Regions from separate parts of the Triticum aestivum genome. Here region 1 is linked to region 2. Evidence: chromatin contacts called from public Hi-C data. All regions are on one chromosome and are shown on one strand. The core of a region is the stretch at or near the end of the contact, and the rest is flanking DNA. Distances in the headings are between cores, read along the strand shown. Region 1 holds the start of LOC123079883 (polypyrimidine tract-binding protein homolog 3). Region 2 holds the start of LOC123079880 (sterol 3-beta-glucosyltransferase UGT80B1).

What was found. Hi-C and Micro-C count contacts between places; a contact is called where the count stands out from the background.
Region 1: a Hi-C map of leaf shows a contact between it and region 2, with 4 times the contacts expected there. The contact joins the promoter of LOC123079883 here to the promoter of LOC123079880 in region 2. A contact is called at or near these places in 2 of 5 Hi-C or Micro-C datasets (both in leaf).

The regions. Positions count from the first base shown.
Region 1 is chr3D:486,762,557-486,769,002 of IWGSC CS RefSeq v2.1, reverse strand. LOC123079883 (polypyrimidine tract-binding protein homolog 3) reads right to left here and starts at 2,189. Exons shown (of 15, transcript XM_044502712.1): 1 at 1,975-2,189; 2 at 1,766-1,842; 3 at 1,584-1,655; 4 at 1,405-1,481; 5 at 1,062-1,143; 6 at 102-231. The coding sequence starts at 1,822.
Region 2 is chr3D:485,919,232-485,926,224 of IWGSC CS RefSeq v2.1, reverse strand. It overlaps LOC123079880 (sterol 3-beta-glucosyltransferase UGT80B1), which reads right to left and starts at 5,287. Exons shown (of 14, transcript XM_044502707.1): 1 at 4,770-5,287; 2 at 3,901-4,034; 3 at 3,273-3,515; 4 at 2,855-2,966; 5 at 2,368-2,538. The coding sequence starts at 4,974.

The sequences.
Region 1 (6,446 bases), core at 940-3,439, 850 kb before region 2:
AGCAACATGAAAAACACATCGTCAATTGCATGATACTAAGAAGAAAATAAGCATGCATGAAATACAAGAAGAGTGAGAATTAGAGACGGGAAGAATCTGACCAGCAGTCTTTTGAAATGTGACAATCTTCTCCACAAATCCATAAGGAGAAAACACTTGATGAAGCACCTCGACGGTCATAGGATAGAGCATATGATGAACGGTAACTAAGAGAATTCGGTTGGGTTCATCCTGAGGCCCAGCAGCAGACGAGTACCGAGAAAGAATAGAGGAGAGAGAGAGAAGAATGAATAGAGAAGAATAGGTATCTAGTTGGAATAGAAGAGAGTAGAGAGAGCATGTAAACTAAATCAGTAAGCTACAGCAAATGATGAAAAAGTAGGTGAAAATAACAACAGTATGAAAAGTTATTACATTTTATATGGAATGACTTATTTTACTTTTCTTTTAATTTCTTAATTAATCAGTAACAGTAATATTACATGGTTGCTGGCACGACAAAAGAATATTTTTTAGCAGCACACTTTGAAAGGCCCGAACAATAAAAATAGATTTGAGCAAGCACCTATTTCATGGGAAAACATACACATTATGTCCAAGAATGTATATCACGACGAACAATTCAAGGCCCAAAAGATTCAAAAACTGATAAATGGATGCAACTAAACCATCATATGCAGTTGGGTAAGAGCTTATAGGCTTCAAAGTTCTGAACGAGGGCCAACTAACTTTCTAATGTGTGATGATCTCTTCTAAGAAATGATGATTTTTTTTCTTGCATCAGTACCTCATTACAACGTGCATATAATATTTTTGAAAAGCCAGCTGTTCATTTTTAAACTCTTGGTCATTTAGGTTGGTATATACTGTGAAGCAAGAACCCATAATGTTATATTAGAGAAGAGCAACCCACACTCTAAGTAGAAGGAATGAAAACAGGCCAATATGTTTACATGCAGAGATCATAGATTACAGAAATGCACAAAACAGCTGATTACCTATAGAAAAGCAATCATGCTAATAGAGTATAGAACCCAAAGTGCAACTGGATAATTATGTACCTGATCAGGATTCCGTCCATGAGAGCTCTGATCAGTAGTCAGTTCCTGGTGAGATGAGTACTGCAAGTATACGTTTCTTCCCCTGATATGGCATGAAAACTGACATCACTATCTGATTTTGTAAATTATAATGGAAGCATAGCAACGTTAAGTAAAAAATTAATGGAAGCATAACAACATTAAGTATGACAATGACATAACTCTCTGCTATTGTGGATAATAATAGCAACACACAGAAACATAACTCAAAAAGTAACTCTACAGACAGAAAACGGCTGACACTGAAGCACCAAGAGGAAAATTCTTTAGGATGCGCCCACATAAGGTCCAAGAAGAAGATTACCTCACGCTAGGTTGAATCGTAGTGTAGTATTGGATGGCGCTAATTGAAGCAGACAGGTCCTCCATCTGGACAAGGGCCTGCAGTAGCAGCGGCACAAACGCCACATTACAATCACACAAAACTGCAAGAAGCGCGCATCCATCCACCTAATGAAACTACGGCTGAGGCCGAGAGGGCACCTGGTTCTTGGTCCGCAGCATGACGAGCTTGGCGACCGCGCCAAACGGCTGCACCACCTGGAGCAGGTCAGTCTGCACGCAACGAGAAGACCGAAAAGATCAAACTTTGAACCGGACAACAGAGCAATCCGGGCGAGGAATTCCGCCGAGCAGCTCGGGAAAGGGGGCCAGGATTCACTCACCTCGGAGATCTCATGCCCGACGTTCCGGATGTGGATCACCCTGGAGGGCTCGGCCATCCTTGCCCCGGACACACGAACTGCAATCGCAGGCAGCAAAACAAGAGCAATCCAACGAAGAACAGATTAGTCCACTAGGGTTCGAGAAACAAGTTGGCTCGATCCGTACAGCCGAGGAGGCGAGCGCGAGAGGGGGCGGGGAGGAGCCGTACCTTCGCCTGCTAGGGTTTTAGCGGTTGGGCGGAGGATCTAGGGTTTAGCTCGCTGGGGGGATCGCTCGGTAAAACAAGACGGGGGAGAGGAGAGGAGGGGGGAGGGATGGACGGATGGAGAACCGGGGGATTTGAGAGGAGCCGGATTTGTTTGGATTTGGGATTAGGTGGGCGAGCGCACGCCTGTTTCTGTTTGACGGGGGCAGGGGGCGAGCGAGCCCGAGAGACCGACAAGCTTTGACGGCTGTACGCACGCACTCGTGGAAGCAAGGGTCCTGTCACCTGTGCCTTTGCGGACTTGCTTGGTTCCATTGGGAAAATTTTGGTGAGCATTTTGGTAGCAAAAAATATTGTGCCCGCGCACCGTGACTCTCGTCGACGGGGAGCTCTGACTTCGCCGGGACGCTCTCCGCCTCGTGCTCCAGGACACCAGGGGCGTGACGGCACGTTCCCTTCGGGTCGGGGAGTCAGTTGACAACGGGGATATTGTCAACTTCCCTTGCCATTTTGCTAGGGTTCGGGATCGGTTGCAGGTCTCGACCTCGTCGTTTAAAGCGTCGTCGCAGGTGCACCATGGGCGGGGTGGTGGTACGCAGAGAGATTGACTGTGGTACATGCCGGTAGGGTGCATGCAGCCGAGTCAGGGATCTTGGGAGCGGGCCCAAGCTCGGGTATGGCTCCAACCATGGCGGATGCGCAATACGTGGGGTGTGATCCAACCCATCATGGGACTGCGGGGAGCTCGACTGGTGGTATATATTTCAACCCTTTCCAAATAGCAAAGTCACTACCCGAGGGTTCAATTGTACCTCCAAGATAATCTGTCATAGGCGTATAAACTGAACCAAGCCCTCAAAGAGCAGCTCCCCTCCATGTCAGTAGCCCAACGACAACAACAGTCCATCCCTGACCGCCCAATAATACGAAATAACAGTTGTCATCGTTGGGGAGATTTTTGTGACGCGACGCTTGAAGCCAACGATCTTTCGAAAACAACACTTTGTCCCCTGCACCCGCATGACAGCGCACCAAAAAGTGAAACGGGTCCTTCACCTATGAGTCTACCGCCATCGGAAGCCCTACCATGGCCTCGACGGACCTGTCGTGGAATTGTCACGACAGATGTCCTCGAGCTAGGACTTAGTCGTGGAGCCATCGCAACTAGGAAGCTTGAAGGGTTAATGCGGGACAAGGAACACGAGGGTTTATACTGGTTCGGCCCCTTACGGTGAAGGTAAAAGCCTACGTCCAGTTTGAGGTGGTATTGATTAGGGTTACGATCACCAGGGAGCTAAACAGCTATGTCCGGCTCTCGATGAGATTGTTGTCGCCCCTCAACCGCTGCTGGGTCGTCCCTTTATATAAGGAGGCTGACGCCCTGCAACTCTCAGAGTCCCGGGCGGCTCATAAGAGTGTCCGGCTCGGACTCTCAACTATTCTTGCCTTACACTACAAGTTCTATCATAACAATGATTGTAATTACGGGCCTTAAGCCATATCCGGGTCTTAGCCCATCTCTGGCCCATCGTCTTCAAGCTTGGCTCCGGGCTTCTGGTAATGACCATACGAGTAACCCGGCCCCTCCTGGCGGGTGACTCTAAGGTCTATATCCTCAACATTAGGCCCCAGATTGATTTGAGCCGGCTCATGTCAATCTTCAACTCTTCTGACAGAAAAAATCTCCGGCTTACCATTCATGTGAAGGCCATAACCCGGCGTGACGTCATCCTCTGGACTCCGGATAATCCGCCGTGACGTCATCCTCCATTAAGTCCGTTTTTTACTCCGCCAGATCCGCAACGGATCTTTCTCTTTACTGTCATCCCGAAAATCGAGGCGTTCCGTGGGGAGATAACCACGCCGTGGTCTCCTTGAATCTCGCGCCCACTTATGACCTTGCCTTATAAATAGGCCGGCCCGACGGGCTCTTCTCACGCTCCCTTCTCTGTCATCTTCCTCCTCTCACTGTCCCGTGCTGCTCGAGCTCCGCCGCCGTCGCCGCCGCGGGTCTCCTCGTCGTCACCAGCTCAGGCCGCTGCATCACCCTGAACGGACCAGAGAAACGTGACAACCTCCGCGGCTCTCCAGCTCCGGTAAGTCTTGCTTGTCCTGTAGGATAGATCTACCATAGGGTTCGTCCGTGTTCTTCGCCATTGCCACAAGCTTCGGTAGTTCTCCTAGTCACTGCCCTTGTTTGATCTTTAGCCTTGTATAGAACTAGTGCGGCAGTTGTTTAGGACTCATTTCAAATGCCCGTAGATCTCTTTCTACTGCATGAATGCTTCGTTCGAGCTCAAGAACATCCCCTGTGCCCGTATTTTAGGTCTAGAAAATTTTCTTTGGACCGACCATTTTGATCCAAAAAAGTTACTGCAGTATGTGAAACCTGTTTTACCACACTTAGTAAAAACTGCAACCATTGAATCTTGGCGGCTTATAATTCCGGTTTAAAGAAACCACGCGCTGTAGAATCCTCCGGTTTAAAGAAAACCATGCTTCGTAGATTCCTCCGGCTTAACTGTGATAAGGCCGTAGATAATCAACTTATTCTGAATGCCCCTGCGGCTTAAGTAACCCACTGTACCTGAGTATATATCATTAGTCCCCTTCATAAGCCGCCACCTTAGTTTGGAACTGTAGATCTCCGGCTTATAATTAACCCGGACATTTTCCTTTTTGTCATAGACTGCCAACTTTCACCATGCCTCCCAAGGCTCCCATCACTTGCAACTGGATGAGGTCCAACGTGACCAACGAGACCCTAGCTGATTTTGTTAAGTCAGGATATCTGCCCAAGAAAGACATCATGTCCTACCGTGCCCCTGACCCGTCAGAAGAAAGGCCACAGCCAAAGGATGGGGAGGTAGTGATTTTTGCAGATCACATGAGCCGGGGCTTTGCACCGCCCGGCTCAAAGTTTTTTAGGGACGTGCTCAATTTCTTCGACTTGCGGCCCCAAGACATAGGACCCAACTCAGTGTCCAACATCTGCAATTTCCAAGTCTTCTGCGAGGTTTACCTTGGAGAAGAGCCGAGTCTGCTGCTCTTCAGAGAGCTGTTTTACTTAAACCGTCAGAATGAGTGTGCCAATGGGCCAAGTCTGGAGTTAGGTGGCATCTCCATCCAGCGGCGTAGGGACTGTCTTTTCCCTTACGCAGAGCCGCCGAGCCACCCAAAGGATTGGAACATGACTTGGTTCTACTGCCAAGATACATCCCCGGCTGACGAAAGCCCGCTGCCCGGCTTTCGCCCAACACGTCTGGAGCCGACTCACCCACTGTCGGACAAGCTGACTCAAGCGGAGCGCCAGCCTCTGCTCCCCACGATCAACAAAATCAAAGCTCTCCTGGGTAATGGTCTGAACGGAATCGACCTGGTCCGGGTCTGGATCTCATGGCGGGTGATCCCATTGAGCCGCCGCCCCGGCTTAATGTGTGAGTACACCGGACGAAAGGATGACCCTCAGAGGCACAGCCGCAATGATCTTCCAGAAGACGTTGCAGAGGAGATGACCAAGGCTCTTTTAAACGAGAGCCTGGCAGACTGCGGAAGGACCGGGTTAGCCCCCTTCTGCAAGACCAACCCAGCCCCAGCGGTAAGCCGCTGACTTTAATGTTTTATCTCCTTCTGCATATAACCTGCATCTGAACCGTTTTGAGAATTCATCATTGTATTTTTCAGGCTGATGATAAGTTCTGGCGGGTCAAATATGACCATGAGGCGGCCAAGAAGGCCAGGAAGGCGAAGAAAGCCGCCAAGAAAGCCGCCCCTCGCAAAAAGGAAGCAGGCCTACTGCTTCGGAGCTGATGCAATTAAGCGACAGCTCCGAGTCAGAGGTAACCCCCAAGCCTTTAAATTCTTGCTGTACTTGTTATTTGTTGCTGTTTTCCTTATCAACACTTGCTCATTGACAGGATGACACCGGCGCCAGTAACCCGGTGGTTGAAGAGGTAATGTCACTTTCCTCCGACTCGGAGCCCTTGCCACAGCTGAAAGTCCGAAGGGTAACCCGGAAAGTAAGCTTTTCACATCCTTTAGCTTACCAAGACCCTCAATTTATTTTGAAGCGACAGGTTCATGAAAGCCGGCGTCACACCCGGACCAACAAGGACACCGATCTCTCCGCCGGGTTACCCGACGCAACAAGGAAGCGTCGAACTGAGGTTTTTTCTCACTTGTACCCTTTTCATCCGTTGGCGGGTGTTATCCGTCAGCCACTCAATTCTTCTGACTCCAATTATCAGGAGACCTCCCCTTCTTCGGGCGACTCTATGCAGTCGAGTCTTCCGACTTTCAAGACCGCGCCCGGGTAATGACAACCATCTTACATTATCTTTGTCTGTACTTACTCTTTGTGTGCTTAACACTTCTGTCTTTTCAGTGCCCAGGCAAAACTCACCAAAAGAGCAAAGAAGACCAGATCAGCCGGAGTGCCGGATTTGCCTGAGCCGGATGTGACGGTTCAAGAACCA
Region 2 (6,993 bases), core at 4,038-6,537:
TGTGACTTTTGATGAGTCTCGTCCATTCTATCCACGACCATCCTCTTTGACCTTTTCAGTAGAGGATATCTCTTTTCTCACGTTTCCTGATACACCTCCCTCCGTGCCTCATATTCCTACTCCTCCTTATCGTCCCACTATTGCAGATCCGACACCGTCTTCTCCTATCGTTCCTTCTCCTTCCTTATTGCATGACACCCCACCTTCATCACCGATGTCTTCTCCATCTCCATCACCTCCGGTGGTTCCTTCTCATCCCACTTTTCCTTTTCATTATACTCGTCGTCGACGTGTTATGGATGAATCTACTGATGTGCCATCTACTTCTGGTGCACCGTCTTCCTCGTCCCAGCCGACTTATGGTCTTCGGGCTCGACCTTGCCCTCCTCCTGACCGCTATTCTCCTAGCAAATATGGCCTTTCGGTTGTACTTGAGCCTACCTCTTATCGTGATGCTGTTGTTCATCCTGAATGGCAGTTTGCGATGGCAGAGGAGATTGCCGCACTTGAGCGCAACAACACATGGGATCTGGTTTCTCTTCCTCCCCGTATTCGTCCCATCACTTGTAAGTGGGTCTATAAGATTAAGACTCGCTCTGATGGTTCTCTTGAGCGTTATAAAGCTCGTCTTGTGGCTCGTGGCTTTCAGCAGGAGCATGGTCGTGATTATGATGAGACTTTTGCTCCTGTGGCCCATATGACCACTGTCCGCACACTTCTCGCCGTGGCCTCTGTTCGCCACTGGTGTGTGTCACAGCTTGATGTTAAAAATGCCTTTCTTAATGGTGAGTTGCGTGAGGAGGTTTATATGCAGCCACCACCTGGGTATTCAGTTCCCGATGGCATGGTTTGTCGTCTTCGTCGCTCTCTATATGGCCTTAAGCAAGCCCCTCGCGCTTGGTTTGAGCGTTTTGCCTCTGTGGTCACCGCTGCTGGGTTTTCACCCAGTGATCACGATCCAGCGTTGTTTGTCCACCTTTCTGCTCGTGGTCGCACTCTTCTTCTTCTATATGTTGATGACATGATCATCACTGGCGACGATTCTGAGTACATTGCCTTTGTCAAGGCGCGTCTTAATGAGCAGTTCCTTATGTCTGATCTTGGTCCTCTTCGTTACTTTCTTGGGATTGAGGTTTCCTCCACCTCTGATGGCTTTTTTATTTCCCAAGAAAAGTATATCCAGGATCTTCTTACTCGTGCGGCTCTTAGTGATGAGCGCACTACTGAGACTCCTATGGAGCTCAATGTTCACCTTCGTGCTTCTGATGGTGTGCCCTTGTCTGATCCGACACGTTATCGTCATCTTGTTGGGAGTCTTGTGTATCTTGCTGTCACTCGTCCGGATATCTCCTATCCTGTCCATATTCTGAGTCAGTTTGTTTCTGCTCCCACTTCAGTTCACTATAGTCACCTTCTTCGTGTTCTACGATATCTTCGTGGCACGATCTCTCATCGTCTCTTTTTCCCCCGTTCCAGCTCGTTACAGCTCCAGGCCTATTCGGATGCTACGTGGGCTAGTGATCCTACGGATCGCCGTTCACTTTCTGCCTACTGTGTCTTTCTTGGTGGTTCCCTCATTTCCTGGAAGACAAAGAAACAGACTGCAGTTTCTCATTCGAGTGCAGAGGCCGAGTTGCGAGCTATGGCTCTTCTGACAGCAGAGGTGACTTGGTTACGATGGTTACTGGAGGATTTTGGTGTTTCTGTTACTACACCTACCACCCTCCTGTCGGACAGCACAGGTGCTATCAGTATTGCGCGGGACCCTGTGAAGCATGAGCTTACCAAACACATTGGTGTTGATGCTTCTTATGTGCGCGCCGCTGTGCAGGATCATGTTGTTGCTCTTCAGTATGTGCCTTCTGAGTTACAGCTCGCGGACTTCTTCACGAAGGCTCAGACTAGAGCGCAACATGGATTTCACCTCTCCAAACTCAGTGTTGTGGATCCACCATGAGTTTGAGGGGGGTGTTAGAGTTATATTAATATTGTCTTTTGGCCTTTTGCATTCTAGTCTATTGGCATCCTCATATATGTGTATATATGTTGGCTTTGACCTCCTAATAATACAAGTAGTTCTCCTCTCAACAGAATTGATTTGGTCTTGGTTGGACTGACAGAATTGTCAAATGGGTTTAGTTGAGGTTGGATTCCCAAGTTTATTCGTGCGGGTATGGTTGAGGTATGGTGCGGTTTTCAAACCATTCTCAGGTTAAAGGTATTTACTGTGGCAACTAGCCACACAATTACAGAGGATATTCATGTAGTTTGGTACAAGAAGTCAGAAACATGTTAATTAAATCAACAAAGGTTGCAAAAAACTTATAACATGAGGCTAAGGAGAAGTATAGTGATTGATAGACAAACCTAAAGCAGGAGGATTTGCTATTATTGCCTGAGCTCTGAAAGGTATTCCAGTATCCAAATCAGGTTCTGTGCATGCAGGTAGAAGAGAGAAAATGATTTCCTTGACCTGCTTTCTTTGAACAGAAATCTCTGTGGGCGCGGCCATTAAAAACCCTTTGTTTTTTGTCATGTCTGCAGTTGAAAGTGCATATCTTACTAATCGAGTATGACTATGTGCACATTTACACATTTAATTTGCTTAAGAATTACTCCGTCCGTCCCAACATGTAAGACGTCTAAATCTACACCAAAAAACGTCTTACATTCTGGGACGGAGGGAATAGATGTCATCTGTTTCTTAGAGAACAATGTAAAAGTTGTGATGTCTTATCATTATATTAATAATAAAAGTTGACTATCACATGCAAAACATTCTCAAAAGTAGAACAATCTAGTCAAGAAAAGATAGCCAAATGCATATATAAGGGCAATAGACGGCAAAACATACACTGGGCCATAATTCGTGGATCACCACCCAATGGGTAGAAGTCCACACCAGCTGACTTCACAAAAGTACGGAAGTTGACATGAGATGCCAATCTAACATGGTGACCAAATTCCTGCAGAAAAAATATCATTATTTCTGTTAAGAGGAAGAGCATATAATGACATATGTACATATTAGGTAGACTAAAATCAGTATGTTAGTTTCTGACAGTTACACGTGAAACTGGAACAACATTGTAAGATATATTTCTTCGTATTAGCGAAGACCGAAGATGCTGTAGGACATCATGATTATTGTTATATACTTGAATGAAAACTTAAACAGCAATGCCCAATAAAGTACAGAAATATCATATATATTTTCAAGAATGCCCATTTGTTATTTGGGATATCTAATAGGCAGTTGCAGGTTCACTTGCCTGAAGTCTTTTAGCTAATGCTATAAACGGCTGAACATCCCCTCGTGTTCCAACGACAAGTATAGCAATCTTCAACTTTGGGACAGACTTGCTAAATCCAGATTTAACTTCTTCAACATCACGTGGCACAGAACCAAAAGCATCAATCTCTGAGAGTTCTGAGGCGACAAGGGCACTACGGGTCACATCTACCTCCAGTGTGCCATCTTTCTGGATCTTTACCAATTTCTCAATTATCTTCATCTGAAAGACCAAACAACAAAGAAATAACAAATAGTATGACGAACCTGGATGTTCACAAATTCTTCTCAACTAAAACCAAGCTCTAGCCCGCCAAGATTGTGGTAAACAGCAGAGCAAACATCAATCTATTTTCAGGACCAGCATAACCGAGCAGACAGAGTCATAACTGCGGCTATATATCACTCCATTGGAGGAGACTAGAATGCACTAGCACCAGCTCTTAATATTCGAAGGTCAACAAAATTACTACATCACTGGTAAAAGTACAGACTGACTACCAATTTCACAGTGTGCTAACAGTTTTTGAGGAAAAATGACACATGGTATACTAATACTAAATGTGCAAAGGAAAGGTATCAATCAAAGTAAGTGCTAGCAGGCTTACCTTCTCATTTTCTGATAGCATATCCAACGTGAGGTCACACTTAAGCAACCTATCGGAGTATGATCTTACAAAAGCGTGATCTTGCCCTCTAAAACGACTAGAAGTTGCAGTTGTGGATTTACTATGCCCGAATCCTGTAGAAAACCAGAACAGCGCTGTGAACAATGATGTTTCAGAGCAAAAAATACACATGTACAGAATAAGTCAGTTCTACTGTGCGCGTTGACATTTCTGTTGTTCTATTAGTCGATTTTCCAGATATTTTTTAACAAGAGAAAATGACTTAATTCTGAATAGAGTGCAAAGTGGCGTCATCAGTCGACCCACCTGATACAATTGGGAACCAAATTTTGCAACACTAATATTGATGAATACCTGATACAAATGATTTCTACATGGTGTTCCCTACAGTTCCATTGAAAACATCATTGTTCCGTAAGGTGAACTGAAAGTACAATAGATTGATGCACATACTAATTATAAATAGAAGAACATAACTAGTAAACCTCAGAAATCAAAATAAAAACAAAATGATAACCAGTCCGCTGGTTCTCTACAGCAGGAGCGAAATTGGAAAACCGAAAGCAGCAACCTGCTACACTGAACACTACAATTTACACCTTGGCTCGAACTGCCTTCAATATTTGGAGGTTACCTTGGCTAAAGCATAAAGGCAGCCCCCCTTTTTTCATAAAGTAAACCACCCAATACGCCAGACATTTACGTTGTCAGTGATACTGAACTTGGTGACCACAACTCCACAAGGCAAGGTTTGACTTTCTGACTGTAAACCCCTGATGTATGCTGACTCCTAACCAAATCACACGCCCAACTGGGCACAGAGCAAAAAACAAAATCTCGAAGCGGACCTTCCCGACGCGAGGAGGGGAACCCATCGGCGTCGACCGATCCGGAGAACCGCTCGTCCATGGAGCTCAGCACGAACTCCCTCGTCCCCTCGGCGAAGGAGGAGGAGGACGAGGCGCCCGCCCCGTCCCGGCCCCCTCTCCTCCTCCGAAGGTCGCCGCTCCCGCTCCCCTCTCCGGCCACCGATGCTTCGCCGTTGCACCCCATGCCCCCCGCGTGGAAGGCGAGGACGGGGTTGACCGGGCCGGGGAAGATGCTGTGCTACTGCTACAGGCGCCCGCGACGCCGCGTTCGCATTGGCCGCGCCGCGCCGCGTGGAGGCGGGAGCTTCGAGGCCCTCGGGAGTGTGGGCGCGGCGCGAGGTGAGGAGCGGAGAGGGACGTGCAGCTACGAGGCTGCCGGCTCGCTGCCGAGAAGGGTGAGGTGGAGGTGGACTCGCTGGCGTTTGGTGCGGGAGCGACGACGGACGGGTGGAGCCCGTCCAGATGCCGTTTTCGCTGGCGTGGGGGAGTCAATGGACTCCTGGCCGACTGGAAGCTGGCAACGTGCTCGCGGGACCAAGCAGACCGTACGGGCAAAAAAGAGGTTCACCTCAAAAAACAAAAAACAGAGCAACTTGGGCCTCGTTCGGACATAAATATCCAACTTGGGCTGAAAATCTTCGCAAGCAAATCAACCTGTGATTGGATGATTAGAGGGACTGCAGTATCCCAGCCCATCAGGGTTCAAATCCTGGTGCACGCATTTATTTCCGGATTTATTTCAGGATTTTCGGCGATGTGCATTCAGTGAGAGAAGACGTTTCCGTCGACGATGAGGTGCCTACGGTGACTTCGTAAATTTGAAGATGATATGTCGGCTCAGTCTTTCGGAGGTGCTCATAGGGATAGGGTGTGCGTGTGTGCGTTCATAGGATGAGTGTATGCGCATGTATATGAGCGCTTGCGTCTGTATTGTGTTCAAAAAAAATCGGCTATAAGGAGTTGCCATATCATCTGTAGCCAACCTTGTAGCTGGCATGTACAATAGTAAATTCTATATGTGTACTACTTCATTAGTAGTTGGCCCACCTTACAACCTCACAAAGCGTCTTGGCTCTAATATGTTACTGTAACATAGCGCTTTCCGAGGCAAAATGAGTCTATGAGCTAATAAATGAAGCAATCTATGACACTACTACTATGTTACTTTGCACTATGGAGGTAGTAACTTAGACTAGTGTCATATGCATGACACTAATACAAGTTACTCCCCACTATGACCAGCCTTAGCGGTACAGTACAGGATCTGGACTTCTGACCGCCGTGCTCGTCATGGGTTGCAAGATCATTCTTTGTATGCGCGTGAATATGAGCGCTTGCGTCTGTACTGTGTTCAAAAAATCGGCTATAAGGAGTTGCCATGTCATCTGTAGCCAACCTTTATAGCCGGCATGTACAATAGTAAGTTCTATATGTGTACTACTTCATTACTAGTTGGCCCACTTTACAACCTCACAAAGCGTCTTGGCTCTAATATGTTACTGTAACATAGCGCTTTCCGAGGCAAAATGAGTCTATGAGCTAATAAATGAAGCAATCTATAACACTGCTATTATGTTACTTAAGTAAAATGCATCATAGGTCCTATAACTATCCAAGGTGTATCACTTTAGTCCTATAACTATCAAAGTGCAGATTTGGGTCCCAAAACTATTTTGAGTCGTTCACTGCAGGTCCTATGGTCGCCCCAGCAGCGTTGACCGTCCGACGTGTCACCTGGACCGGTGCCACATCGACCAGAGGGGCCCACCAGGCTAAACAATGAAGCGTTTATTTGCAGGAAAGCCCTTGAAATCTCAGCTCGTCTCATTCTCAGACCCTCCATCTCTTTTCTACGAACGAATCTCTCTGAGGCGGCGATATGGTGGCGACCGGCGGCGTTCGTGATTGATGTCCAGCGATTGGAGGCGCAGGACGGGAGTCGGGGCTGCTAATCCGACCACGGCGCTGGTCCGATGGCTCCATCACGGCGGCTTCCCAACACCCCTCCTCCGGAGTATGGTAAGAACCCTAACCCCAGCCCCTGCTGCACCCCCTTTTGGCTTAGAGATTTCAATAGAGTAGCAAAGATTTGGCACGATTTGGGCATTACAGCTTAGATATTGTGTCGATTCAGTCTGAATGTACATATGGCTTCTCTTCCCGTACTGAAATCTTCTGTCTGTACTGAAATCTATTTCAAAAG